Linked DNA regions of Gossypium hirsutum: region 2 is linked to region 1. Evidence: chromatin contacts called from public Hi-C data. All regions are on one chromosome and are shown on one strand. The core of a region is the stretch at or near the end of the contact, and the rest is flanking DNA. Distances in the headings are between cores, read along the strand shown.

Evidence for each region. Hi-C and Micro-C count contacts between places; a contact is called where the count stands out from the background.
Region 2: a Hi-C map of leaf shows a contact between it and region 1, with 4 times the contacts expected there. The contact joins the enhancer-like site here to the promoter of LOC107945094 in region 1. A contact is called at or near these places in 19 of 34 Hi-C or Micro-C datasets (anther, callus, cotyledon and 4 more).

Annotation. Positions count from the first base shown.
Region 1 is chrD12:5,625,281-5,627,980 of Gossypium_hirsutum_v2.1, forward strand. It overlaps LOC107945094 (protein ALTERED PHOSPHATE STARVATION RESPONSE 1), which reads right to left and starts at 1,357. Exons shown (of 7, transcript XR_005922265.1): 1 at 1-1,357.
Region 2 is chrD12:5,673,943-5,676,642 of Gossypium_hirsutum_v2.1, forward strand. No RefSeq gene overlaps it. Among protein-coding and RNA genes, the nearest start is that of LOC107945096, 23 kb to the right of the region's middle. Within about 2 kb of position 1,404, at least 1 of the 9 cell types and tissues checked has an H3K27ac peak or open chromatin away from gene starts, as enhancers often do. A contact at or near this core is called in leaf, where this site is marked.

The DNA.
Region 1 (2,700 bases), core at 107-2,606:
AATTTCTGGTCTCCATGCACTTCTTTAACTACTTCATGTTGATAATCCTCATCTTCCAACTCAGGGATCCCTTCCTCTTCTCTAACTTCTCTTGAATTCCTAGCCGGTGTAAACGGAGGATAATAGCTTTCATAGCTCTCGAAAGGGTTCAAGAAATCCCAAGCTGAAGCTCTCGGAGGCGAAGGTGGAGGCGGTGGTGGTTTCGAGGATGACCCCGCCGCCGGTTGCAGTGAAGACTCATAACCAGGCGCCGAATAAGAAGAATAATTACTAAAACCACCGTAATTGGGGTAACCTTGATAAGGGTATGAACTAGAACTAGGATTATTGTTACTCATATAAGAGTGAGGATAATAAGAAGAAGATGAAGATTCACCCATATAAACAGTCTCCGGATTCATAGGCCTTTGTTCATAAACAATCGACGGTGTTGGTTGCTTCCTCATAAAATTCATATGCATAAAGCCGCCGGGAAAAGACCCAGATTCAAGAGGTCCATAATTAGGATAGTTTGGGTGCATATACTCTATATGACCCCCACCATCGTCGTGCAAAGGCGAAGAATGGTCTGAATGGTGCAAAGAGCCGCCGGAGTCATCTTCATCCGAATCGGAATGGAAGTGAAGATGAGAACCAGAATTGGAATGGGAATGGTGATGACCCTTCTTGGGAGAACTTGGGCCAACGGCAATTGGATCAACGGCTTTGCTTTTAAGTTTATTGGGCGACGGAGGAGAAGGAGGTAGCGCCCCTGAAGAAGTTCCAAAATCATGCCCCACGAAATTATTCAAAGACTGACCAATTGACTTCAAAGACGCAGTGTAAGCAACATGAGCTTCGGCTAGAGCAAAACGCTGTCGAATCGCTTCGTCTAAAAAGGCACATCTTTCCCGGCAAAGAGCAACTGCCGGAAGATCATCTAACTTTGAACTAGAACATCCCATAATAACCCCTCCTAATAATTGAAGAAAAAAGGAAGTGGTTTTTAGATGAAGAAAACAGAAAACATGTTAAGAGTGAATGTTGGTGGGGAAAATTTTAGGGTAGGAGAAAGGAAGGAAGAGAATGAAGGAATCTTTGCCAGCACGAAGTGTGTCGTCGTGTTGTAGCAGAAAGTAGAAAGAAGAGAGAGAAACAACTCTTCTCCAACACCAACGCTAACAGTGCTTTTGCTTTGTGCGTTCGGTGGTAGTATTAGAAATTAAATTTCAATAAAAAAATTTTAACTTTTTAGAACACTGTAAGTAAATTTCATTTGGTTCTAAAAAGAAAAGGGGGTTTTCTATTTTTGAGAGCTGAGAGAAAGGGAAAGAAAAACTGAGAAATGTTGTTTGGTTTGACAGAAACTTTGACGCCTCCTATCGCTTTGAAATCATGACGTTATTCCTTTTAACACCTTTACTCTTCCATAAATACCCTTTTTATTTTTTAAAAATAATAAATGTACAACCATCATTATTTAATAGGTTAAAATCCCTCGTTCTTTAAAATTTTAGAATTATTTTTATTTTTAAGAATTTAATTAGTTTATTTTTTAATTTTTTAATTTTTTAATTTAAATTTATATTATAGTATACTTAAAATATAAAATGTTAATGGGTCGATTAATGAGGTTCGCCGCTCATCCCTTCATGAACTCCTCCACCTAAAAATGTTTCTTATTTTTCATGATCTTAGATAATATTATATATATCCAATATAGTCAAGAAAACGTACTAAACAATTTGATTTTCTTTTAAAAACACATTCAAAGAATTGATTTTGCTTTAAGAAAACAGACATTCAAAGAATTGACAAATTTTTTTTAAACTAAGAATTGACAATAGATGGTTAATATTTGAGAAAAATCCATATTCTATCTTGATTTTGTCTTCAGAAAATGTGATCAACATTTGGTTAAAACGGTAGCTAGATAATAATAAAAAACATAGGATTTGGCGACTCTAGCATATCTATATAAGGCGCTATGTAGGGCAACTTGAGAATCGATTAACAAAATAAATAATTGTTGTCTGCTTCCACAAACATTAGCATGGTTACGGGTGTCGTGGTTAACATCCATCCATTCTCAATCGTAAGAGTTCCCTCCTAATAGAAGGTAAAAATATAATAGTATATAATATCTTAAAATGTATTCAATTATCTATATTTATAATTCTATATTTCATTGAACCTTTTAATAAATTTAGGGTCACTTGGATCATACATATTATATAGACAAGAAATCAATCAACGAGTCAGTGAAAAGTTGTGTTGATGATGTATTTACATTCAATATAATCCATTATTCTTGTTAAATAATGTAATTCATTATTCTTGTTAAGGAATGTACTAGTATTTGTATATCTTTGATGTGTTATATGGATGCCATACCTAGACAACGCGGTGTTTGTGATTATACCCAGGACAACTTTCAAGCAATATGCATTCTTCAAGACATGGATGCCTATCATTTGTGTCTACATTGGAGTAATAGCACCCTGACAGGTTGAAATGACAATTTGGGTCCGTGCAAGATATTCTAGACGATAGTCATCCATATATAGTGATCTAGTTATGCTCTGATCTCAAACGCAAATCTAAAGGCTAATAGTCATCCATATTTTAATGGCCTAATGTGCAATGTACTTGAAAAATCTAATGGCCCAACTATGCTCCAACCCTGAAAGCAAATTTATGGGGTGATAGTCATTCATGTTA
Region 2 (2,700 bases), core at 154-2,653, 49 kb after region 1:
GACTAATCCACAATTTTAGCTTTTCTTCTATTAGCTCCACTTTGATCTAATTCTTGATCTATACAATTATTTTATATAACCAATCAATACCAAACATTTTCATATTATGCCATGATATGAGTGAACCTATATGAACTCAATTTTTATATATCCCTAAAATTTTATATTTTATTCAATTTAGTCTCTGAACTCGGGATAGTCATAATTTTAATTCCTAGATTCAAATTAAAATACGATTTCATATAGTCTCATCAAGGACCTTATACTTTCTATTTCTAACATAATTCATGGCAAGTTTCACATTTATTCCCTAATGTAACAAAGTTAATAAACAAGTTCAATTAACTTTACAATATAGTCCTTTTCATAAACTAAGCTTAAAATTTATCAATTTCAAGCCTAATTCTTAAATAAATCAACAATGGAAACTTTCTAAAACTTTAACAGTTTTACAAATTGGTATATAGACTAGCTAAATCAAGCTCCCATGACCTCAAATCTATAAAACTTACAAGAAAAAGACTTAAATTTCATACCTAAATATTGGCTGAATGTCAAGCCTGTTTCTCTAGGTTTTTCACACCTCAATGGACGACAAAGAGATGAAATGGTAGAAGAAGATGACTTTTCAGCCACTAATTTAACTTATATGGTTTAATTAATGTTTAATTAACATAAACATGGTTGAATTAATTTAATCTAACTTTAATCATTCTCACTGCATTTTGACATCACCGTCCACTAAATTCAACTTTAAAATGGTTTAATTACCATGTTAGACCTTTTGCTAATTACAATTTAAGTCCTCAAGCCTTTTGTTAATTAGAAATCTATAACGGTTAGACTTTTACAATTTAGTTTTTAGGCCTTAATTAACTATTAATTTGATAAAATTGTTGGATCAATCTTTAATATTTACAGATTTAATTTACGAAAATAGGATTTCAAAACCGTATTTTTTAGTACTACTGAAAATCGGGTCGTTACAAAAATGTTCATCCAGAGCCATCTCCTCATTGATCTTGGGTTTTTTTTTTCTTGAACTTAAACTCGGATTTGGATTTTTTTTTTCGGTTCATCTTACAAATGGAACGGTAGCAGTAGCTTCTTCTCATCAATCCATCTTTCATCGATCAGATTTTTAAAATGATCTCTCTAACCCCACAGCCATGAAACCCTAAGTTTCTTTCTTTTCTTTTCCTTTTTTGTTATTAAATCGTGGGATGGTTTTCTGTTCAAGATATCTAATGGGTTTTTTAATTTAAAAACGTTTTTCTTTTATTGTTTGCCTTAGAAAAGAAAAAAATGGTAAAACTGTTTCAAAGTCCCTTGAGTTGACTTGTCATTTTTTCTACATAAATTCAGCATGTGGCGTGAAAAGAGTGGTCCACGTGCCCTAACATGTCAGACATAATACCGTTGAAATCAGGTACCAGATAAAAAGAAGGGAGAAAAGTACAGGGAGCACATTGAACATTTGAAAACTATTAGTACCACATTGAAAATTATGGTAAAGTACAGGGGGCAAATATGGAATTATCCCATAACAAAATCTGTGATACGCCAATACAGAGTAAATTTAAATGTTCCGATGTTATGGACTTATAGATCATGTTCGAAGACACCGATTGGAATTAGTTAATTACGGAAAAGATTTTGAATTAATTCGATAAAAATCAGTTTTAAAATGTTACTTTTATTAAAAAAATATAAAATTTAAATTCAATATTATTATTTAAATATTTGATTAAATTAATCGTGATTCATCAATTAAATTTCAACTAAGTTGTGAAATAATTAAAATTTTATTTTTAGAAAATAAAGTGTTTATGTTTTTTATATTGCTATATAAATCTAGAAAAATATACATATGATAGAGAACCTACATTATTTTTTAGATTCTTTTTATCTAAATTGTGAGTATAACATAATCTAATATGTTTTTTAATTTGGTTGGTTTGAAATCCGATCGGATTTTTTTATTATTCGATTCAAACAAGTGAATCCATTTGAGAAAAGAAAAGGGAAAACCTTTGAATTTGGTACATTTTTTAGCCTGCCATAAAAGGATTGCAAGGTTTGAATATACAGTCATAGGAAATTGAACGTGTAATTGATTTAAGATGGCAAAAGCAGCAGCAGAAAAAATGCATTTAAATGGTGATTCACGAGATCAAACCAATAAGGTGAGTCCCCTTAATTTGACAATCTTATAAAAGATTACAAACTTTCCTTTTTGGTTTTATTTCACTATGATTTCAAAATATAACTCAGATTTTAATTCTAAAAAATAAAACTTGTATTTTCAATTAATTTTTAGTTTTTTTTTTAAATTGAGTTTAAAAGTATTAGGGTAAACTATATAAATGGTCACCGAACTATATTCGCATTCCTATTTTGGTTACTCAACTTTAAAATTTTTCGATTTAGGCACTAATGTTTGAATTCATTCCTATTTTGGTCACCACCGTTGAATTGATAATAGAAAGTCTTTTTCTACCTAGTATAATAACAATTTAATCCTTAATACTTATATATTCTATCAATTTTATCCTAATTTTAAATAATTCAATAAATTTAACCATTCACATTTACAAATTCAATCAATTTGATTCTCAAACTTCCTAACTAGATCTTTCAACTTTTAAAACAAAGGCATTCCGCATCTATAAATTTGTAAAACCCAAAAAGAAAAAAAAA